2 separate regions of the Gasterosteus aculeatus genome follow, and region 1 is linked to region 2. Evidence: chromatin contacts called from public Hi-C data. All regions are on one chromosome and are shown on one strand. The core of a region is the stretch at or near the end of the contact, and the rest is flanking DNA. Distances in the headings are between cores, read along the strand shown.

Region 1 (4,871 bases), core at 1,110-3,609, 110 kb after region 2:
TTAGAGGAAATCTATTTCCTTTCTCTGGAGCCCGGTGCAGGCGTTTGGGAAAATACAAATGGGCACATAATGAAGACCGTAATGGCTTGAATGATGAGAGGCCTCAGTGAATGGAGAGGGAGAGTTAATCGAGTTCTAGTGGCGGCGATACGCAGAGAGTCTCTGTACTAGTTTCATGATGATAAAACGCACACCGAAATGGACTCATTGTGTATTTATCCTACTGTTTTTACCAAACAAATGTCATGGTTGACAGTTTTCATGAATTTGTTGCATCAAAATAAGTCTTTCATTGAGGGGCAGCGCCATATGAAGAAGAAAAGTAAGAATAACAAGTGAATGCAGCAATTGGAATTGATATTCCTCCTGCACCATCAAAGACTAATTTTCCTGGATATGTTTTAATCTTTAATATTTAATAGAAAATAGACTCTGTGGTTGTAATGAATCTGCAATAAAAAAAGTATCTCAAAGATTTAGATGAGAATGAATCCAACTGCGGCTTTGGTAAAGAGAAAAAGGTTGAAGTTGACTCAATGGGTGAAGACTGCCCTCTCAGGGTTCCCTGTGTCAATTGCAGTTGACATGTGTTGAGTATCAGCCGCCTGGCCGGAGAATCGCCAGCATGCGCATGCTGAATCACATGTGACTCACCAGAAATATGTGATAGATGTTAGATATTACATCCAAAACAGATGTATAAACCCAGCTTATGAATGAATAAGAGCTCCTCAAAGCAACTCGAGGTCCACTTACTAGATTTACTCTGTAACTTTTTTGTAGCATCTTGTTGCATCTCATGGCCTTTATCAGGAGATTGGGTATCCATATGACCTTCAGAGTGAAGAAGAATGTATGAATGAATAGATATTTATTTCATAAACATAATAAGTGATTGTAGCTTATATAAACACACATGATTTATAAATATAATGATTACATAATTTGTTGACATAAAACACATAATTCTTAATCAAGGTTACACAAACCTCACCCGAGGAGTGATAGTTTACAAATATGTGATTATATCTGATATCAAATATCTTTAAATTACATTCATATAATAACCACTAAGCAATATTATATACTGGGGGTTTAAATAATAGTGTTACCCATCTTCGTCAAAACAAAAAGGTAATTTTAGAATCTCTTTGCAGTTTATTATCTGATTTAGGGTTTGCACATTATAGTGAAGAACAATAATGTGTGAATAAATCAATCGATTATATATATATATATATATATATATATATATATATATATATATATATACTTAACACCCCATTATAGTGTGATATAAAACATGTATTAGGTATTTGCAGTTGATAAATGCTGAAGAGGGGGGGTGAACATTATAGCGTTACCCGTATTTTGTGAACCTAAAGGGAAAGTGAAGCTTGAAAGCATTATTGTGCTTAGAAATGACGGGTGGAGGAAGAATCAAGTAGTTAAAAACAAATCTGGTGCTTTGCCAGCTGATACTCGTGTATCTGTTTCCAGGCGGATATACAGTGAACAGGTTGAGGCTGAAGTGGGTTCCGTCTTTAATACTTTTAATATCCTCTCGGCTCTCTGCAGGCCCCTCTTCTTCCCAATATCACTGATGCTATATATTAATGACGTTCTGCGCGGTTTGAATCAGTTTCTGCAGAGTCCAAAATGTAGAAAGGTGTGGGTCTTTTCCTCCTTTTTTTAAAACTCAACAATCAACATAATAAACGATCTGCCTTATAACTGAACAAAATGTTCTCTGTGGATGAAAGCTCCAGAAAATGTCCAGTGAGGACCTTGTCAGAAGTTTCTTTAGTAAAAGTAGTTCTCTTTTGATTTTTGAAATCTTAGCCCAATTAATTACATCTATATCAGATGTGGACTTCAATACTCCATTATGGATCTAGCCGGTACCAATTACTTTAATCTATGTGTATCATATCACGTAAACTGGTTATGCTTTGTATGTAAAAGCATAGACTAGATGTAGCATTCAATTATAAAATTCTGAATATCATAGGATCTTTGATATTCAGAATTTTATAATTGAATGATTTTGAAGCCTTTGAGTATATCTGTCATAGATATACTCAAAGGCTTCAAAATTGTAAATACAAAACTTAAAAGAATAGTATGAATGAGTCACTCAGTATAAACTAAGAGATAATAGATAATAAGATAATATCTTATAAGATAGGATAAAGTCCAAACTTCATCTGAGTGTACAAAGCAATAAACGCATACAATTAAAAAAGAAAATGCGTTGGTGTTATCATTTATATGATGTGTTTTTTTTTCTTTTTATCGCACCAGGTAACACTGCTGTGACAGCAACTTCCGCACTGTGATTCGATTGGTTAAAAACGTACAAAGCTCCGCCCCTTTCGGCCGTGGTGTGAGTGAGCGGCGGCCCGGACACAGAGGGCCTTGTTGTGGTTCGGTGACCGACATCACACTGCAGGTCACGCAGGGAGCAGAGGAGCGACAACAGGCTGCCAGCGAGGTCAGTGGAGAACTTTAACCGCTCTGTTTTGAATATAATGTCAACTCCGAAAGAACGTCACGTTAAGTTAACTAAAACTGACCAAAGTTAGCTAAACCAACCTAACGTTCACTTAACGTAAACTTTTTTTAAAGTTGACCATTAACGTCGAGGAGGGTATTTACCCGGAAGTCGTGATAAATAAGGAGGAACCGACGAAAAGAGCGTCGCTGTGTGCCGAAGTACCTGGAAAGTCCTTGTTTCTCATCTGGGGTAAAGTTCATCGACCAACAACGTTAACTGAAATTAACGGCCGGGCGGCACCGCGCGTGCTATTGAGAGGACACGATGTTGTGTTCGAAAGCGGCGAAAAGGGTTGGAAATCATACACTCGGCAGAACACACAGTGTAACGTTATGTTTGTACGGGAACTGAGCGTTTAGCAGTGCATCGTATTTCTTCTCCAGCCTTTTTCAGGCTGGAAATTATACCAGTTCATGCCAACAGAGAACCTTCGGTATGTGTAGCCTGTGCTTAGTATATAATTTGTATTGTTTTAGACTGTTACCTCTGCCAGACAGCAAGTGACCTGTGAGCTTTTATTTTTCTTCTCGGTGTTATTTTAGGGATTTTAAGAGGCCTTAACGTTAATGACAATTCCTTCTTTCCTGTAATCACGTTATCGCCCCCTGGAGGGTCTTCACACCTGAACCTCGGGGTCTGCTCTCACTACTTTTTCAGACAATGCAAATGGATGTCATAGATCTGTTTTTCTACAATATTTCATCAAGTTTAAATGTATATTACACAAGAACCCAGCACTTCCTGTCCTTATATCTAAATTCTCACTTCGTCGGATCAGGGGCCGCTACAGCGTCTTGGATCGAGAACAGCTGGAGACCCCTTTGACCCACTGACCAAAGCTGAGCTTTTCTTTTTGCGTCAGCTGCAACACTGTTGTCCATGGCCAGTGTCTCAATATTTTATTGGAGATAAACCAGCCTCTAATAATATCAAAGGTCACATAATTTTTCAGCTCCGACGGGAGCGTGGAAGTTTCCTTTTTCCCTGAAGGGGATGATGTGTCTTAACATAGTGAGGATATGACAAACTGACTTGTAACCCAATAGGAATTTTATGAGTTGCTTATCAGTGGGATAATTATTTCCAAAAGTCTAAAATGCCTTCGTTTGTGTTGCCTTCGGCATATTATGTGTGGTGTTGCTGAGAGTTATCCCAGGTTCATCTCTCACTTGATAGCAGGGAGACTTTGATTTGTAATAAAGCCAATGAAGATGTCATCAACTGCCTCTTGAAAAAATGTGTTGCTCAACCATGATGTTGCAACAAAACGCAATTCGAACAGTTCGTCGGAAACACCATTGATGAAAATTTCCAGCTGCACTCAACACGCTCCCACGGGTATGATCACATACGGTAACCATGTCTCTCTTTGATCCGTCTGCCCTCTGCACCCAGTCAACAATGGCGAGGAACCAGTGTTTCAGTAAAATAATACAGGCCGAGTCCACTAAAGTCTCCCAGGGCCAACTGGCAGCACATGTGGATGAGTAATGGCGTGTCGGAAAATGAAAAGCCATAATTTCTTTTTTTATAATTTCTCTCAACCCAAGGCAACGTCTTTTACAGGTTTTTTTCTGCCAACGATCTGAAAGCCAGAGATATATGAAGTTGCTGTTGCCTCAGACAAAGAAAAGTAGCAAAGCCTGCACAAAGCTCAGACCAGAGAATAATTGGTGTTCTTTCCCAGAAATTGCTTCAACAATTAATTGATAATCAAAATAATTGCATGTGAGAAAAAAAGTTTATTCAATCGTCTTTAGGATTTAATTGATGTTTCCACTCTACTGAAGATGTTTAAAATAATTGGAGAGTTCCCTCTGCCTTTGGGGCATTTTCTCTATATTTTTGATAATTTTTTAATTAAATTAAATGATCCAGAAATGATCTATAGTTAAATAAATTGATTTAAAAAAAAACATTCTTGCTGCAGTCTTAAAATGATAGGTTTTATTAATATCACCCACTCCTACAAAAGAGACAGTCATTCATGTCCCCCTTTTTCTGTTCATTATTTCAACCTTTTCTGACCCATTTAGTGTTGGATTTAGTTTCTATTTAAAGCAATAACTCTTTACGTAATGGAATAGGGTAGCAATAATTCACTTGAGTAATTCTTTTGGCCTGGTTTTGACTTAAAGCTATATTTTACAATTGTAGAGTCAGTATTTCTCAATATCTCCCTTCAGAATTTTCTCTGGATGTAAATGATATCGAGGGCCCTTTTTCCTGCAGGCCTTCGTGTGAGCAATCAATCTCCAGCAACCGTGGCCGGCTGCTTTACCGGCAGCCATTATTCATGGGTTTCCTCTCAACT
Region 2 (4,536 bases), core at 1,917-4,416:
CATGGAAACGCCTGGTTGGCTCGACAACAAACAAAGCTGGACAATGGCTGAGGTAATCTCGCCATCACATAAAGCAGGAAAACACCTTTGTGTGCCGGAGGAAAGGAGAAATGAGGACAATTTACTGGAAAATGGAAAAAGAGATTGAGGGAAGAAATGTATTAAACAGGGAGGCGAAACGGGACAAAAGACACCATCAAGCAAAGAGAACTCTGCTCCACTCTGCCGATAAACTCTTTCATCAAGTTCAGCCCCACGTGTCCTGCCGCCGTGTTACACAGGCAGCACAGGCATCAGAGAAAAAACATTCAGCGTGTGTGAATGAAGAACATCAGTTAATGACATTTTGATTGAATGTGATGCCAAATAGTATCTCAATTTCTTCTGTTCTCAGTTCAAGAGTAAATGAAAATGTACTTTTTCTTCACGCCCCCGACGGGATGAAGACTATTATTTAGAAAAATAAATGGTGCAACTTAAAAATAAACCTGTTTTCTTTGGACACTGCAGTAATGTTATGATATCAGACTGTAGGGCGATGGGCCCGTTTTGCACAATGCAGTATTATCTGTCAAATACAAGTCTCTGGTGCCGCCTTACTGCCGCGGACACTTTGATATGCAAAACCTGTCGAAAGCTGCTTACTTAACTCGGGCGAAACTGCACCATGTGAGAAAATGATCAAACTACTGCTGCATCATCACGCTGCTGGAAACAAAGACAACAAGCGGCTTTGTTACGTCCCAATCGGCTTCGGTGTCTTTTGCTTCCCTTTTTAAAATTTGGAATCTATGTAGAAGAACCTTTGAGTGGTCGGCGACGCTTTAGAGGTGACGAGCGCGAATGATTTGCTCAGATAAATCCCTCGTGTGACCATAACACTGTGTGTGATGCTTTTGTTTGCTGTGCCTGAGGCCTTACACACAGCACAACTTCTCACCAGAAGGATAAACATTACTTACAGCTCACATACTGTCTGCTTTTCACGCTGAAGCACAAACCCAGAGGTGTTTGTGTTCATGAAGGTGTGTGTCGTGTCTTTCCCACACAGTTTGCACGGGGTGCAGCTGCGCTCCCTGCTGACTTGCCAATTAGACCGACACACATTTACTTACTGCACCCTGTTGATTTTCCAATTACACCTATCCAGTCACGCATGCTGCCTGACTGTAATTAGGCCTAAAGCCACAGATGTGCGTATGATGTGCGGCTGCTGCTGAGGTTTATTGCTCGTAATGCACAGCGATCAGACACCTGGACACGTTGAAAACAGACACACACACACAAAAAAAAGGAGGGACGATGTTTTTGGATGTAGAGGTTTTGTTTGCAGAGCCCTGCACGGCTTCCACTCCTCCAAACAGGCAGGGTTTCTTTTTTCCGGTGACACATGAGTAGTGAATTAAACATGTGGTCGCTCTCTTTGTGAAGGGAACTAAAGTGGCGTCCTTACTTACCTTGTGTATCTCTATGCTTTGTGCACGGATAATGAACAAGTTAACACATAACATTGTAAAGGAACAGGACCTCGAGCATTACCTCTGCTTCCACAGACTCCCCTCTAAAGCACCAGATCACCTCCGAATATACATCAAAAAGGAGAATTACATCATGGGCAATATGAGGTGTACTTCCGTGGAAGCTTTGCAGTGTGTCCACTTGGGGGCTCTCTGCTCCCACTGAGTGCCAAATCCCATTTTATTTTAAGGTAGTGTCCATTACCACATCTCCACTGAACTTCCCCTTCATCTCTCCCCTTTGCACACATGCAGCTCTTGTTTCATTACCTCACTTTAATGCCGTGCGTCTCTCGGCTCACATTATTAAATTTCCTTTCGCATTTTGTTTAAAATATCAAAACTATTCCGGTGATAAATAGGAAACGTGCTTCGGATTAAACTGATCGTATCTCTCTTCGAGACAAATGGGAATAAACGCTGGAGGAGACTAAATAATCGAATGTTCTCTTGCGGACCTGAGTGGTCGTGTAGTTAAGTGGATTGCATCGCCCCCTAGTGGTCACTGTTTGTTATCGCAAAGCACAATGTGAAGATAACACCAAACACACACATGGATATATAATGCTTATATATTTATGTATTTACATATATAATCTTTTTTTGATTATAATTTAAGCATCCCTGCATTGATGAATCACACACGCAAGAGTTAACATCACGACCTTTGACCAATGTCTGCATGACCCAATGTCAAGGCCCGGGCCGCCAGCTGCACAGGCTGCTTTTTGTTTCATTTGACCTCCGTTCGGTCACGAGTTACAAAGTTAAACAGCCGCGTTGTTTCATTGGCATCAAAGCGTGTGGGAGTTCGAAAGCTGCTCCGCTATCTTGAAAAGAACCCTTTTACTGAGAGGCCGAACACGTCTCATCCTTCACCGGGGTCTTCAAGGCCACGAGCTCAAACGCGTCGGCCTCCTGTTTGTTAAATCACAGAGCGTTTGCTGTTCACGTCCGACCAAACTGTCAGACCGGACGTTTTTTAAAAGATTTGATGATCAAATAACTTTTCCTTGTTAACTGTTAAACGCGTTTGACAATTTCAAGGTGTTTGCCGGTGGTTAAGAATTGGGTAAATAAAACAATTAATCTGTTATTAATTTGTCTGTTTGTTGTATACCAACAAACAGTACAGTAAAAAATATGTTTATTTTGTGGAAAAGCAGCTTCTGGGAGACCAAATATTGAGACGCCAGCTGGCATTAGGTGGAGCTCAGCTGTGGAGCAGGGAGTGAAATCAAGGAGAGTTCACCCACTGGCACTCTTTCAGCCTCTTCATCAATCAGATCCATCATAACGACAGCGAGTGCGTGTTTGTGTGGAGGCTGCAGGGGGGGGAGGACAGGAAGGAGGAAAAAAGATAGATAGATAGACTGATAGGTTAACGGATAGATAGACAGATGGAGACCCATATGGATGGATGGGTGGATGGACGGACTGCATAGTGTCATGCACACGCCCTCATATTTCAACACAGATCTGGTCCTGGCGTAAACAAGCTGTAAATTATCCCAAAGCGGCACAACAAGTCGCCCTAAATCTGCAGAGGAGAGAGAACACACGGCCACCGGCCTCCTTCATTCCTTGATCAATTCGGCACTGCAGCACTGAGGACCCATAAAGCATCAGCGACAGAAAGCTCCCGACAGGTCCTCTCGGTCCTCCACCACTCAACAGATGTGAAATGGGCCGATGCTCCCGGGAGAGAAGAGGCGCTGGTCCGGAGGGAGGGAGGGAGGAGGAAATGTCCAGACAGGACGGGCAAGGGACAATTTATGATTCTGATTTGCACATTTTTATTATTGTTGCACTGAAGTCTTTTGCGTTTATTAACGCTCATAGAATGTAATTCAGAGCTCTAGCGCCCTCTAATGAGGACTGGTGGTATCACACGTTAACAGAGTGCAGATATGAGCCGTTTAAGCTGCTCAGAGATTACAGAGGTAAGACTTAAATCTCTGTTTTTATAAATGTAGTTTTCCTTTGTCTTAAATGGTTTTGATTGTTGAAATTTGCTATACAAGAGAACACACTCATTCAAATCTACTCGAGTCATTTAAAGGTCTTATTACAGGTAAAAGTAGGTCACTGACTGCATTACACTTTAGAACCGTGGGAGGTTCATTTATATAATATTATTGTTAAATGAAATAGTAGGCTACACAATATATTGCATCAAATGTCAGCTAATGCACAAATGGAACTACACTATGTTATTACACTGCAGCCTGCGCAAACAACTGCGATTAATTATGAACAACTGGCCTAGAAAAACAGCCAGAAAGAGAGACGAGACTCTTTATTGTGGAATGAGCAGTTGAATAAAATATCGGCAAGCAGACAAGGTTAACGTGCATACGGTATAAAAACTCGGCAGAGGCTGCAGCTTCAGCAACACAACGATGTGCGCGCTCTCGCCGTTGCGTTGCTAGGCAACAGCGTGGTCGCATCGCAGTGTTTGATGACGTTCTCATCTGGAGACTTTAAGCTCGTTCAGCAGCGTGATGTTGTTGTTCTCAGTTCAATCGCTAAGCATGTTTAAACCCGTCCCCTCTGTCCCTCTGTCCCAGTACAACCCGTCCCCTCTGTCCCTCTGTCCCAGTACAACCCGTCCCCTCTGTCCCTCTGTCCCAGTACAACCCCTCTACTCTGTCCCTCTGTCCCAGTACAACCCCTCTACTCTGTCCCTCTGTCCCAGTACAACCCCTCCCCTCTGTCCCAGTACAACCCGTCCCCTCTGTCCCTCTGTCCCAGTACAACCCCTCCACTCTGTCCCAGTACAACCCCTCTACTCTGTCCCTCTGTCCCAGTACAACCCGTCCCCTCTGTCCCTCTGTCCCAGTACAACCCCTCCACTTTGTCCCAGTACAACCCCTCTACTCTGTCCCTCTGTCCCAGTACAACCCCTCTACTCTGTCCCTCTGTCCCAGTACAACCCGTCCCCTCGGTCCCAGTACAACCCCTCCACTCTGTCCCTCTGTCCCAGTACAACCCGTCCCCTCTGTCCCTCTGTCCCAGT

The links. Hi-C and Micro-C count contacts between places; a contact is called where the count stands out from the background.
Region 1: a contact with region 2 is called in a Hi-C map of skeletal muscle, with 7 times the contacts expected there. The contact joins the promoter of plin3 here to the enhancer-like site in region 2. A contact is called at or near these places in 4 of 6 Hi-C or Micro-C datasets (skeletal muscle, tail fin and whole body).

The regions. Positions count from the first base shown.
Region 1 is chr8:18,731,645-18,736,515 of fGasAcu3.hap1.1, forward strand. plin3 (perilipin 3) reads left to right here and starts at 2,360. Exons shown (of 8, transcript XM_040185274.2): 1 at 2,360-2,494. sema6bb (sema domain, transmembrane domain (TM), and cytoplasmic domain, (semaphorin) 6Bb) reads right to left here and starts at 2,820. Exons shown (of 18, transcript XM_078108555.1): 1 at 2,720-2,820; 2 at 757-834.
Region 2 is chr8:18,619,530-18,624,065 of fGasAcu3.hap1.1, forward strand. No RefSeq gene overlaps it. Among protein-coding and RNA genes, the nearest start is that of rorca, 12 kb to the left of the region's middle. Within about 2 kb of position 3,167, at least 3 of the 9 cell types and tissues checked have open chromatin away from gene starts, as enhancers often do.